Linked DNA regions of Hordeum vulgare: region 1 is linked to region 2. A link is a contact called in public Hi-C data. All regions are on one chromosome and are shown on one strand. The core of a region is the stretch at or near the end of the contact, and the rest is flanking DNA. Distances in the headings are between cores, read along the strand shown.

Region 1 (7,554 bases), core at 4,948-7,447, 290 kb after region 2:
AATATATTTTATTCATGTGGCTTGTAGGACCATGTGATTGATTGTTCCAATTGGTATATTTTGATTGCTTGCTTCGCTCTTTGGTATGTCTCTATGACATATCATCCTTTCATTGCACTCACATTTTGAGAAATATACACTTTTTGGAGGAACAACTATTATATTGGCTTTCTAAGCTTTTCGTACACTTTGGCAATCGATGCCAATGGGGGATAATTTTAGAGAGTTTAGTTTGGAGATGTTAAGAGAGTTTTGCTTTTGTTACTTAACCATTGACATCTCATACCCATGCATTATTTACATGTGTGTGCTTGGTTATGCTTATTTCCTTATATAAACTCTCATTAAAGTGATTGTCATCCATTACCAAAATGGGGGAGATTGTTAGAGAATATTTCTCCATGCGTGGTTTTGGTAATTGATGACAATCCCTATGGACTAATGGTTGCCTTTAGTTATATTCAAAGGATTTCTCCATAGGCACTTCTTGAAGTCCATCTGTTGGTTTCAATGAGTTTATATGATTACCAAGGTGGTATTCAAGGTTTTATCCAAAGATTGGTCATAAAGACACAATGTTGATCAAGACTAGGTCAAATAGTGAATCAAGTTGATCAACACACAAAGCGTACAAGATGTACCAAGAGGGATCAAGTGATCCCATGGTATGGTAAGCATTGTCCATTACGCTTTCTATACTAACACATGGTCTTCGTGAGAGTTGTATGTGGGGTTAGGTGTGTTTTCATGGGCTTGAATCAAGAGTAAGATCACATTCAACCCATGGAAGATTGCGGTGTGCAAGTTCAAGTGGAGCATCATGAAGAGACCATGCTTGAAGCTTGCCGGTAGTGGAGTATGGGGGAGCAATCAACTAGTCTTCATCGAGCCAACGCAATCAAGAAAGGTGGTCCCTCTTGAGGAGGAAAATGTCATCATCATTTATCTCAAGTGGACTATGCACAAGGCAAAGGTTTGTCCTTGATAGGTTTTCTATTTTACTGGTCTCAATGTGTTAGTTGGGAGACCAGGTTATAGGATAGACTACCGTACTATCAAGGGGGGCTCACAAGTGAGTAGCTTGATCATATCGTTCATTTAGAGCTCAAACCATTTGCATCCTTGCATCATCTTTATTGGTTCTTGTTTGGTGTTTCTCTTTGTGACTTGTACAACTTATGGTCATCTTCATGACAAGCTTGAGTTCATCAAAAATGGAGTCCATACGCATCTTTTATGATGTTTTCGATGTTGGAGTTTTTGTCAGTTCTTCGTTCATAGAGGTTTCACATCTCTATATCATTGGCATTTTCCTACTAGCCCTTCTTATTATAACCATTCAGTGTTCGGATAGTACTTGTCATTTGCTATCCAACAAGCTTGAGTTTGCTCAATTCGGAGCTCGTATGTGAAAGTTATGGTTGTTTTTGTCTTACTTGTTTTACACTGAGAGGTTGTACTAGTCGACCGGTACAACCGGTGTTTGGAGCTGTTATACCACTCCAGACTTGGTCCAATGGTTGTACCGGTCATGTACCGCTCTACCATCGGACTGGGTTCTGTTGTGGAGTAGTTCTTGGGCGGCTGTGGGGTGGTTGTACTGCTGTTATGTTATTCTGCACATAAGGTGCAGATTCGCGGAGACCTATTTAAGGGGGTCTTATTCCCCAATGGTTCTTATCTTTTGAGATCGTTGTTGCTTCCCATTGTTGACCTTCTTTGAGCTTTCTAACTCTCAATCCCTTCAATGATTCTTCCTAGTTTTTGAGGGAATAGAGAGAGGAGATCTAGATCCACATTTCCACCAATCACTTTCTCCTCTTTGTGAAGGGAACCCCTTGGATCTAGATCTTGGATTTCTTCATGTTCTTCTTTGTTCTTCCCCTTATTTTCTTCCATAGCATGAGTTGTTGTGGTGGGATTTAAGATAGAAGGACTAGGGCACTCTGTGTGCCCTTGTCATTGCATTTGCTGCATCGGTTTGAGTTTTCCACGATTATACGTGAATGTGAAGTTTGAGAAGATTATTACTCTTGGGTGTTTGGGCACCCTAGAGCTTGTGCCTCTTGGGTGCTTTGGCACCCTTAATGGTTGGTGGTTCCTTGGAGATCAATCATTGTGGTGTAAAGCTTTGGGCAAGCGTTGGGGTCTCCAATTAGGTTGTGGAGATTGCACTAAGCATTTAAGGTCACCTCTGAGCCACAATCCATTATGGTAAAGCTTCGTGATGTTGTTGGGAGCCTCCAATTAAGTTGTGGGGATTGTACCAACATTGTTTGTACGGGTTCGGTGACAGCTCTCAAGGGTCATTTAGTGGAATCATGACATCTTGCATTGTGCGAGGGCGTGGGGAGATTACGGTGGCCCTACTGGCTTCTTGGGGAGCATTGTGCTTCCACACCGCTCCAAACGGAGATTAGCATATGCAAGGGCGTGAACTTCAGGATACACATCGTCTCCGTGTGCCTTGGTTATCTCTTACCCGAGCCCTTTACTTATGCATTTTTCTTTGTGATAGCCATATTGTTTTATGTTATATATCTTGCTATCACTTAGTTTTGTATCTTGCTTAGCATAAGTTGTTGGTGCACATAGGTGAGCCCAGTTGTTTTAGGTTTTGTGCTTCACTAATTAAACATTAGCTTTATTGCGCATTTGTTCAAGCCTAAACCGTAATTATTTTAAAGTGCCTATTTACCCCCCCCCCTCTAGGCGACATCCACGTCCTTTCAGCTGCTCTGACTGAACTACCACACTTTTTTCTGTCGCATTGGGTTGGGTTTCTTTGACCGGACTAAGCAGTAGTACCGCTCCCCCAAGCGGTAGTACCGCTAGAGCATGACTAGTGGGCATAACGGTTGGATTCGATGGGGGCTATTTAAGGGGGTCTTCTTCCCCAATGGTTCTTATCGTTCAAGCTTGTGTTTGCCCTGCATTGTTGACCTTATTTGAGCTTTCTATCTCTCGATCCCTCCAATGATTCTTGCTAGTTTTTGAGGGAAAAGAAAGAGGAGATCTATATCTACATTTTCACCTATCCATCTCTCCTCTAAGTGAGGGGGGCCCTTTGGATATAGATCTTGGAGTTTTTTCTTTTCTCTTTCTTGTTCTTCCTTTCATATTCATCCATGCTTGTGTTGCTTTGGTGGGACTTGACAGTGAGGGACTTGGGCACTCCGTGTGCCCTTCCCGTTGCATTTGGTGCATCTGTTTGTGTTCTCCATGGTGATACGTGGGAGTGAAAGTTGAGAAGCTTATTACTCTTGGCTGTTTGGGCACCCTGGAGCTTGTTCCTCCTGGGTACTTTGGTGCCCTAGAAGGTTGGTGTTGGCGAAGCTCAGTCTTGTGGTGTAAAGCTTCGGACAAGCTTCACGAGACTCTAATTAAGTTGTGGAGAATGCCCCGAGCAACTTGTACTGGTTCGGTGATTGCCCCAAGTGTTGCCAATTATACAGGTTCAATGACCGCCCTCAAGGTTCCCTTAGTGGAATCACGTCATTTTGCACTGCGCAAGGGCGTGAGGAGATTACGTGGGGAGCATTGTGCCTCCACACCGTTCCAAGCGGATATTAGCATCCACAAGGATGTGAACTTCGGGATGCATCGTCGTCTTCGCGTGCCTCCGTTATCTCTTACTCGAGCCATTTACTTTGTTATAGCCATGGTGTTACATGTTATATATCTTGCTATCACTTAGTTGTTTATCTTGCGTAGCATAAGTTGTTGATGCACATAGGTGAGCCTAGTCAATTTAGGTTTTGTTCTTGATAAATTAAACGCTATTTTTATTCCGCATTTGTTCAAGCCTAAACTGAAATTATTTTAAAGCGCATATTCACCCCCTCTATGTAACATCCATGATCTTTCAACCATGGATTCCAAGGGGCTCACCGTTCTGTTCTATAATACCTAAGCGTCAGTATAGACTGGACAGGGTGTATGATTTTTTTAATATAAATGGTACATGGAACTATGATCTTTCGAATCATTATTTCTACACAGCAGATGTGTTGGCCATCCGTCAAATACAAACATCTCCTAGGCAGCAGGAGAATATTATGGCATGGCAACCTGATCCTAAAGGTATTTTTAGTGTTCTTTCCGCTTATAAACTTGATATGGGGATCATGAAGCCTTGTTCATGGCAGATGCATCTAGTTCCTATCATGATGACCGTTGAAAGCTTTAGGATTAAATTTGGCATGTGTCGGTTCCCCGTCGGATGTGTGTTAATGCATGGAAGGTGGTGTCAAGGGATTTAGCCACGCTAAAGTGTAAACAAAGGAGGTATCTAGCGCAATGCACAATGTGCATGATCTACGGAAAGGAAGAAGAAGACGCATAACATGCTCTTGTTACATGTGATCACATGGTTTTCTTTGGGATTCGATGAATAAAGTGTGGCATATTCCCAAGAAAGATAAAGTGTTTGCACACACGACATGAATGGTTGTTAAGTGACTTGTCATCGTATTATTTGGATGTTCATGACATGCTCTTCATGCTCATTTGGAGAATATGGAACCTGCAAAATGATTTGATGTAAGGGAAAGAAGTTCCGCCAGTTGAAGATCAAAGGAAGTATTCTGGCTATCTTAGCTCGATTTCTAACATCGATAATCTATTTATAAAGGGAAATATAAAAGGCAAATATCTCCTGGTGAAACAGGCCCGACATAGTTGCAACTTGCAAGGTCGCCACCGTGGGCTCCCCCCCCCCCCCCCCGGATGCCACAGCCGACGGACTGGTTGGCACTTTTGGTCAACGACTTTTTTAACCCAGAAAATGGTTCGACATGGGCGGGTATTATCTTCTGGAACAACATAGAGAGTTGGTATGTGCTGCTTGACAAGTGATCTTCTTCAGCAACAACTAGATCGGGATCGCGCCTTGGCGCGAGGGTGCCGGTCCCAACATTTTGGTCAAGTACGTAATTCTAAGTTAGTAAGAATCCAGATTTAGCATCGAGTTCATTGCGCTCATAAGACCACGAAAGATAGCCACTCGACATAAAGTTCGATATCAAAAGTGTAGCTATTCGACATGAAGTTTGATGCCAAAAGTGTGAATATAAGAGAGGGGGTAATAAGAGTGAGAACATAGTAAATGAGAGACAACTACACAACCATAGCTACTAAGCATACTAATGAGTGGCTTCATTCAACTAACTTGTCGATCAACTTCATAAGCGTCACTTCACACTAGTAAGTGGCTTGCCGGTGTCGGGTCCTAAGAATTATGCCTAAACATGTATGCCAAGTAGGCAAGCTTAAAATGTTTGGTTGCCCCTAATAAATCAGAATGATTTAACATGATTAAGTGCAGCAGGGCACAAAGTTCAATACAGGATAAAGAATTTAGCCTAATTAAGAGCAACGTGGCATATAGTTTAGTGCTAATGAGTTTCAGAAGCAGACATGCAGACATTGTAAGATCTATTCGAGGTAAGAAGTGTGGCTTGCAACACCCTTGTCGGGTGCAATGATATCCAACCCGGTGACAAAGCAATCGGTTCAATGCAAGAAAAATACAGTAAAAGCATTGTATTGCCTTTATAAATAACATAATTATGTCCAGTACAAAGGATTTAGTTGAATCAACACCAAAGGGCAAGGCAACCACTCATACCAAAAGCATGGTAGCATTTTGATTCAAAAGTAAACCATGATGATAGATCGTCACTAAGCAAATATGATAGTTGAGTCGTTATATATTGTCCAACACTTTGCTCGCGATACCGCAATATTGTCAATTTAATTAAGCAGGTTAAGAACTTTTTAATGGTTACTACTCTCTCTATACCTAAATAATTATAGTTGAAAAGAATTAGATTAGTTTCTTTAACTATAATTATTTAGATACACAGAAAATAGTTATTAAATAATTTAAACTATGAAGCTAGCAAGAAATTAAAATAGGATAGCATATTGTCTGGCTCATTATGCTGGCACGGACCGCATCATCACTTGTTGGTTGCAACGAGGGCTGGTCTTCATCTCCGATCTTGTATTGGCCGATTGTAACCCTGTTGGAGTTGAATAAAACTCCTTGAAACTCGCAAAAAGGAAAAACAAACCGCAGGTGGGCCGTGGGTTGAAGCAGCTAAGCCCCCAAACGACTTCATTTAGCCTCGCCCAACCTTTTGCAGGCCGGCCGCGGGCCGAAGCCTTCTCGATCAACCGAGGAGGTCCACTATCTCGCTCTTCGTCGCAATCCTCACATTCTTACCGAGAATCCCCAAACCCCAACCCCGACTGACGACGAGTGGATCTGTTCCGGCGCCTCCTCCCGCCGTCGACCATGGCGTCTTCCAACTCCGGCGGCATCCCCATCAAGGTCAGTGACTCCCCCTTCCTCCCCTCTCACCCACGACCCTCGAGGCCACGAGCGCGGTTTGAGGATTTAGCGGCGAGCCGGGTCGGGTTCCTGTGGATCGCCCGAAGAAGAGGCTGGTGTTTGTCTATCTCCACCGGTTCTTCAGGGAATTTCCTTGCTTCGAACTGTATGATTGCTCTAGCGCTTGCAATTTTGCCGGCCTTCTGGAGCTTCCGCTTCCTAGCCGCTTTGTAGAGGTTATTATGGGGTAGCCTCCGTTTTGGGGGAAATAGGTTTACTTTGAGTGAACAATGGGAAACGGCCCGCCGCAGTCATCTCGTCTAACAAGGTTCAAATTTGTGCGGCGTCATGCAGGACAGTTATAATCACTTGTGATTGGACGCCTCTGAATTTGTGATGCCTGTGGTCTTTGGCAGTATTCCTCTGGTCCATTTCATGGCCGTATAAGGTTAAGCAGGTTTATAGCGAGTTTGTTCATTCAATATGTGCTTTGTCAATTGCAGGCCGAACAGGATTCGGACGGCTCCGCCCAGAGCACCGCTGATATGACTGCTTTTGTATGTATTTTCTTTTCTTACTTTTGAGTTCACATAGATTGTAAATTTGAGTCGTGTTTCTTGCTCATCTTTGGCTCTTGCCCACTGCTTGCAGGTGCAAAATCTTCTAGTTCAGATGGTAAGCTCTTACTTTTGTTTACAGTGCACTTTGTGTGTAAGTCCACCTACTTTTCTCTTACTGAATCTGATTTCCTTTGCAGCAAACCAGGTTCCAGACCATGTCAGAGAACATCATTACAAAGAATATCCTTATAAATCAGTTCATTTCTGCATTTTATTTTATTTTTATTTCATTCAGTTTCCGGTCACAGTTTTTTTTGTAGATAATGAATTTTCAATCACAGGTGAACAGTTGACAAATATACTCATGTTCTACTAGATCGTCCATTTGTAAAGGGAAGTTATAGTGCAAATGCATGACCCGGATTCCCGTAGTAGCTGAGAATCTTTAAAATTTGTGAATTTCATTAGGGGGGTAGTCCATGTGCAAGTTTTCAAACCCTTGCAGACTGCAATCTTCTTTCTTTGGTGTTCCTTAACTTCTTAAAAGTATTGAACAAGCGCTCGTATCGTTTGCTTAGAGTGACACTAGGGAATAATGGTACTAGTTTTGAATAATGTCATCTTTGGTATAGCATTCACACCATTTACATCCCTTTG
Region 2 (7,877 bases), core at 4,830-7,329:
CTTCGATCTCGCCAGGACAGCCAGTTAGGCCCGCGGGCGGCGTGAGACTGCCGAGCGTGGGGACATGTTCCGGGGCGAAGATGCCCCCGTTGCGGACTCGATCTTGACTATCAAGCAAGCCATCGATCCTTTTGGTGATCCAACGATGGAACTCTCTATGAAAGCACCAATGTGGGTGTCAAAAACCGGTAGATCTCGGGTAGGGGTCCCGAACTGTGGAGCTTAGATCGATGGATTGCAGGAACGAGGGGGAGACGATGTTTACCTAGGTTCGGGCCCTCTTGAGGAGGTAAAACCCTACGTCCTGTTTGATTATATTCATGGGGAACGATGGTCACAGAGTTGATCTACCACGAGACCGTATGAGCTAAACCCTAGATCAGATGACCCGCCTCTACACATAAGAACCTCTAGTTTATATAGACACCAGGGCCCCTAGGGTTACATGTTATCGACTTAGATCGGGGGTAGATGGGCTGAACTGGTCCTCCTGCCTTGGAGTGCATGCCTAGTCTACAGAACTTTCCATCTTGAATACGCAACTGTCAGATAATACGGTCTTCACTAACACAACCCATATGATCGCCCATAGGGGACAAGCCGACTGCCCGAGGACCCCTTAATCCGGAACTACCTCACCCGCGCTGGGTGCAAGTGTTTGTTTCTCTTTTGCGCAGTCATGAAATATGGGGGTTGGTTGTTATTCCTATTGGTTCGATAAACATTGGTTCACTACTGAGGGAAATACTTACTTATATTGTGTTGCATCACCCGTTCCTGTTCATGGAAAACCCAACGCAGATCACAAGTATGAGGAAGGATTTCTAGCGCCGTTGTTGGTTGTTATTTTTATTTTCTTTTATATTTTTCTTTCTTCATAAATATCAAAAATACAAAAATGTTTATTTTTCCTGGTTGCTAGTTTACTTCTTCACTTGCTTGAAAGTTGCTATCATGCCTAAATTTGAGAATGGTATCATTGAAAGCGCTAGTGAATATAGCGCTAGTGACTTGGATGAGGAAAGACTAAAATTTAATGGTTCCACTCATTATCCTCCTACAAATCAAGTCCCTACTAGTAATACTCGCACGACTCTAAATTCCAAAATTTATCAAGTGAGCGATGGGAACATTATTGGAAAGCATGTCACCCAAGAATTATTTGAGTTTTCGGTAGTTTTCCCTCTTATTAAAGTATCAATACTCGATGAAAGAAATAGCTGTGTGGATGCTATTACCATGCTCATATTTAAAATAGAAAGAAAATTTGTTCATATCCATCCTATGCTTCAAAAGATATTCTTGGGACTCCCTAGCTTAAAAGATCTCGAGATTATGAAATTTGCTATCACTATCCTTATGCATGAATTTGAGTACATCATGCGTGAAGCGAGATAATTTTTTTCATTCTATGGAATAAAATCTGAACATCCTCCCATAGAAGTGATCCTCCATAACAGATATGTTATACGTAACTTGGAATCTAATGACCATCACAGATTTGACATGAATATGAGGAGGAATGTGCTTCGTGAAGAATTAACAAAATCCATATTTCTCCACCCTTGTGATAAATTTGAATGTATTGCTATAGGATTAATAATGGTTTAGTGAAGATTGGAAAGAAAACAGTATTAAAGAACCTATCAGTGATGGAATCCATGTCTTATATGAAGAACCATTGATGATAGTGATGTGAGTAATGATATTATAAATCCTTTTGGACACTTGAGCTCTTAAAGAAGGTTTGACAAAGGTAACTTATTAAGTAAAATTTTGGAGGAGCTAATTTTGAAGGACATGAAGGGGTCCAACACTTGATCATATGCATCATGGCTAGTTAGGCGCATAAACGGTAGCACTAGGTTGCAAGCAACACAATAGTTATGTTTATATTTTTGTTTTTACTTCCTGTTTGTGTGTGATCACATGATTGTTTCCTCTATAATGATCGTGTTTTTGAGTTTACATTAGTGTTTGTAACATGTCAATTCTTCCGGATGATTTGGATAATAGTAGAATTGATGTGGTTCAAAAATAGAAACTTTAGCGTCCAATGCATAATTTCTTTGACTTTACTGGAACGTCTTTTTGATCTGAAATTTTTATAAAATATTTATATACAATTCCACAGTTCTTCCTAATTTTTCAAAAAAAATTGGAGTTATATAAGTATGGTACTTAACTATACCTTTAGAGATTGTTCTCTTTTTGACATATTGTGTTTTTTGCTTGCATAGTTTGCTTGTTTTGATGATGCTATGAATTTATCGGCGGCGGGAAGGGGGGGTATAAGTCATAGAAAAGTTAGAATACATTACCTTATACAATAATAAAATATTAATCAATTTATAATAGTACTTAAAGTATTTGATATGTTTATTATACTAAGGATCTCACGAAGTTTCTATTGAGTTTTTGTGTGCTTAAGTTTTCAAGTTTTTGGTGTTATCATGGTGGACGAAGGAATAAGGAGCGACGCGAGCCTAAGATTGAGGATGCCCAGGGAACCCCAAGGTAATATACTAGGAAGACTCAAGCGTCTAAGCTTGGGGATGGCCCGAAAGGCATCCCCTCTTTTGTCTCAATCCATCGGTATGTCACCTTGAACTATATTTTTATTCATCACATGATATGAGTTTTTCTTGGAGCGTTGTCTGCTATATTTTAATTTTTGTTTTTATTTTTCCAAAATCATTGTTCTCTGGATACACCCACTTGAGAGAGAGACACGATCACCATGATTTATTAGAATACTCTTTGTGCTTCACTTATATCTTTTGAGCTTAGCAGTTGCTCTAGTAATTCACTTATATCTTTTAGAGAATGATGGCGTATAGATTTTATAGAAATAATTGCGCTCTTGTTCTTCACTTATACTTGTTTGACAGTTAATAAACAACGATGATAGTTTGCATGGGTTATAAGACTAGTTCAAAAATAATAGGTATTCAATGAGTGCATAATCAAAACCACATGTAGCACATAAAAGAGGAATCATGGTTAATGATATTAATGTGGTAATGTGAGAAATCATGAGTGGATGATCATTGGTTAATATAGGTATCGTGAATTAGAGGTGTTAACTTGCTGTTCATCCAAATATTTTTATGGCATGGTGATGATGTGTGAGCATACTTATTCCTCGTTGAAATTCTAGTGTTGTTTAAGTCAAGGGCGCGCGATGGTTAACTCCTACCAACCTCCTCCATAGGGACATGCGAGTAGTGCTTTTCTTTGAGAGAGCTAATAAAATCTTGCAATAAGTATGTGAGTTTTTCATGACTAATGTGAATCCATGGATATACGCACTCTCACGTCCACATATTTGCTAGCCTCTTCGGTACCGCGCATTGCCCATTCTCACCTCAAGGATCGGTGCAACTTTAGCCGGTGCATCCAAACCCCGTGACATGATACGCCCTGTTGCACATAAGCATCATTATATCTTCCTCAAAACAGCTACCATACCTACCTATCATGGCATTTTCATAGCCATTCCGAGATATATTGTCATGCAACTTCCATCGTCACTTCATATGACTTATACTTACATTGTCATATTTCCTTGCATGATCATATAAACTGACATAGTATTTGTGGCAAAGCCACCGTTCATCATTGTTAAACATGTTATGCTCGTGCTAAGGCCCCATAAGACCAACGCACCAGATCAACAAGTGTCACTGATGAAGAGAAGCCCAGGTGAGAAGGATCCAACGTGTAAACACATGAACGTAGACAAACAAAGAACAGATCTGAGTATCCACAAGACAACCCCCGATTAAATCATGTGATAATGCTAGACACACCATCGGGGGCGGGGAGAACCTTCTTTCATATTCAAAAACCGCCACCATCTTTCCTTTGTAAGAAGGACATAAACCCTAACCAAACTCAAATAAACATTTAAAAATGAAGCCTCCAATCGACGAGGACCGAGATTCATCACGCCCCTATGGCCCTAAGGCCACATGAGACAAGGCAGTTGAGCAGCGTTGCCGACAAGAGGCACAAACCTTGGTCACTTTGTTTGCTTGAGAGAGGATGAACGAAGGGGTTGGTTCAACCTTTTTCCTTTTTCTGAGCATCATTTTTTGAAGTATTGTTGCTTCAACTAAAAAGGATTAACTTACATCGAATATCCAATTCGAATCCTAGGTTCATCTGCATCCGGTAAACAGTAAATTTAAAAACAATGCTATAAATTTTCAAAAAAAATCAAGGAGCATATTTAAGTGTGGGAGGTGTATGTCAAATTTCAAAGCATTTGAAAATCTAAATAGCTCTCAGCAAAAAAAGTCAAACTATACATAAATAGTAAAGTCTTCATAGACCCTAAATTTATTTATTTATTCCTAAGAGCTACTCACTTATAAAAATGCCCTGAAATTTGACACGGAAATCATGCACTAAGCCATCTTTCTCCCAAAAAATAGATTTTTTAAAATTTATTTAGTATTTCTTACTATTTGTTTTCACTGCCGGACTCATCTGAGAGCCCGGGAACCAAAGCAACGTTCCCTTTTTTTGTGTACATAAAATAATTTTCCAATATTACCAGCTGCTTGAGAATGAATAGTTGGAAGTACATATTCAGGCCATCAAATTACCAAGCTACCAAATTATATATATATAGTAGTAAGAAGAAGAAGAAGTAGTACTTTACTCCCTCCGTATATATATATAGTGAACTAAACGCCTTATATATTTTTTACCGAAGGAGTACTGGTTAACCGAGCAGCATGTGAAGCAGCATGTCATTGCACGCGTCCATGGCGCCGGGCAGGCACCAGTGTAGGCAGTCCCGGGACACCCTAAACTTCTCCGGCTCCCACATCCGGTACTTGCTCGGGTGGGCGTCCGGCCGCAGCGCCATGGCCTCCGTCACGTCCATCAGCAGCATCCGCACCCCTTTCCCTCTCGCCGCAGCCTCTGCCGCCGCGAACTCCTCCACCTGTATCCGGCGCATCTCCTTCTGCTCCTCGTCCATCTCCCACTCGCCGCGCTGGAGCGGCCGTGTCCGAACGCAGTCGCCGTCCTCGTTCCTCGTCCCGTTCTCGTAGTGCGACGGCGAGATCGTTCGCACGATGACCGTCCTGGAGCGGCCGCCCGGCGCGCCGACGGCCGAGCGCAGCGCGCTCCGGAACGCCAGCCGCAGTGAGTACCGGAGCGTGAGGTCGGTGACGTTGGGCACGAGGCAGCCGCTGCACCCGACAAGGCGGCCGCGCTCGTAGAACACGGCCGGCCGGTAGAACCAGCTGCCGGCGGAGACGACGATGTAGTCGAACATGCCGGCGTGGGCCGCCCATCCAGCGTCCGGCTCGTCCAGGTGGAGGCTCCACAGGCCCGCCCCGCTACGCGTCGGGCCGTCCCGGTCGGTCTCGACGGCCCGGACGAGGAACGGCGACCAGAAGTCGGCGACGGCGAAGCCGTGGCGCTCGTAGCGGTAGACGTATCCCGCTTTGGTCCACGGCGCGGGCCGCTCGGTCCGCGCCAGGAGGCACACGAGCGAGTGCATCTGGTTCCTGGCGAGCGAGTCGCCGACGAACGCCACGGATTTCCCCCTCATGGCGCCGAGGAACCGCGCCGCGTCGAAGCGCGGCAGCTCGCACTCGTCCGGCCGCCACCGCCACCGGATGAACCCGAGGTCCGGCTTGCCGTAGCGCATGCAGTCGTAGTGGCCGTGGATCACGGGGCACGTCTCGTTGGTGTACCGCGGCGCGCCCGGGTCCCGCACCCACTCGCCCTTGAATATGTCGCAGGACCGGTCGACGCCCCGTCCATGGCCCGTCGTGCTCGTGAGCAACGGCGGCATTAGCGGCACGCGGCCGGGCAGGCCCGTCGCCGCGAGGACTACAAGGCACGCCGTGAGGACGGCGGCGGGGAACATATAGTGCCAGTGACGCCTGCAATGGGCAATCGATGGTAGCTTAACCACATGAAACTTCATCGGTGTTAACATCTATCCCAACGAACTACGGATCATGAGCGCTGTGTTTATGAATGAGCATATTTATACGGATTCTTTTTTTTTTCTGCTTCATGAACATTCAGTAGTGTCAGGTGGAAGTAGCATGTCGACGTGATACCATTGAAGACGATCGAAGAAGGTGGTGACTAGTTAGCGTTGGGCGGTACGTAATTAGTATGCAGCTTACACTTGTGATGGTGGATTCCACGTGACCTCTAGTGCTAAACAGGTGCGCCTGTACGAGGCCATGAGCACTTTCCGAGCTGTAAACAGAGCTAGCGGTAGAGCTCCAAACTGACCTTGAGTGCTAAACAGGCGTGTCGAGATTTACGGACTGAACGGTAGTCACCCACCATTCCAGACATTCGAGAATGAGCATTTTATTTCCAGATCTGTCACGTACTCTCCAGGAAACCTACTCTCCAACGCTATGGTTGTGACAACTGACAATCTTAGAGCAAATAACGCTGACCCATAAAACGTATTTACAGTTCATGAAAAACGATTTTACAGACGGGTGTGGGCGAGCGTAGAGTCGCACCCTGTAAAATAAACCTATAAAAAAAATATCCGTAGAAGATGCTCTTTTACGGATCGACTCGAGCTATGACGGAACAGACCCCTTAAACTTAAACTGTAAATCGAATTTCGTTTATATTTTCCCCTGCATCTTCTTCTTCCTCTCGTCTGTGTCCATGATCAACTAAATTTGTTTCTAAATACGGAGTCATCGATTCCTGAATCCATCCAGGAGCTAGCTCCTTCGTCTAGGAATCCATCGAGGGGCTAGCTAGCTAGCTGGCTCCTCCGTCCAGGAATCCATCCAGGGCTAGCTAGCTAGCTAGCTCCTCCGTCCACGAATCCATCCAGGGCTAGCTAGCTAGCTAGCTCCTCCGTCCACGAATCCAGAAGCTATCTAACTAGCTATGGTGTCCACGAATCCATCGAGGAGCTAGCTAGCAGGTCGTGGGATCCATCCAGGAGCTCGAAGCTAGATAGCTAGCTTCCGCCACCGACGCCGAATCCGGCCAGGACGAGCAGGGCGGCCGTCAGGACGAACGGGGTGGCGTTAGGCGCCGGTGGCCGGTGTTCGGGGACGTCCGGGGTTGCGTACGGTGGACGTGGACAGCGGATGCAGAAGTTTCCATGGTAGTTGGGCTCCCGCTAACTGCTTTCTCTCCATGGAAGGCATCGTAGAAGCGGATGCGAAAATTGTGTTTTCGCAGATCGGGAAGAGCTTTTTACCGCGCCCCGTAAAAATATTTACGGGTCCGACGCATTTGCAGGGTCTGATTGGGCAACTTTTTTCACGCAGACCTGTATTTTGACGGTTATTGTGCGGGTTGGGACATTATACGGGTTCTGCTACAAATGCACTTAGGGTATGTTTGGGACTGCTCCACTTCATCAAAATCACCTTCACTTTTTGGTTTTTATCTAGCTTCAGATTGAAAAATAAAAAAATTGATGAAAAGAATCTATTTGATTGGTTAAAGAGGGAGAAATGAAGGGGTATCCATTAACCGGTGGCGGTTGTGGGTAATTCTTCCCCAACTCCAGCTTCTAGAGTTTTTTGAAACACTCTCTAAAGAGCTTCATAAAAACTTTAATTTGTACAGCAGAATCTATTTTTTTATACGGAGCGGTATATCGTGAAGCTATCCTGTTCGGTTTTTTTCTTTTTAAGCGAGACTGAATTTTAAAGAGAGAGCAATCCCAAATAGGGTTTTATTCTAGGCCATTAGCGTAGCATAGTTCTTGTTCAACTCCAGTAGCATAATTGTCCAACTCCAACTCACCCCACTCGCTAATAATGTTAACTTCGATGCGACGGTCTAAATAGACAACGGATTTGACCTGTATTTTATTCATTTAGATCCGCAAGGCAAGCGAAGTTGTCTTG

The links. A called contact is a pair of places that touch in the nucleus more often than the background predicts.
Region 1: a Hi-C map of leaf shows a contact between it and region 2, with 2.0 times the contacts expected there. The contact joins the promoter of LOC123412568 here to the promoter of LOC123412790 in region 2. A contact is called at or near these places in 2 of 6 Hi-C or Micro-C datasets (leaf and seedling).

What each region holds. Positions count from the first base shown.
Region 1 is chr7H:121,224,800-121,232,353 of MorexV3_pseudomolecules_assembly, forward strand. It overlaps LOC123412568 (heat shock factor-binding protein), which reads left to right and starts at 6,198. Exons shown (of 5, transcript XM_045105518.1): 1 at 6,198-6,337; 2 at 6,841-6,894; 3 at 6,989-7,012; 4 at 7,095-7,137. The coding sequence starts at 6,302.
Region 2 is chr7H:120,935,029-120,942,905 of MorexV3_pseudomolecules_assembly, forward strand. It overlaps LOC123412790 (protein trichome birefringence-like 19), which reads right to left and starts at 6,080. Exons shown (of 1, transcript XM_045105724.1): 1 at 4,543-6,080. The coding sequence starts at 5,965. The coding sequence ends at 4,733.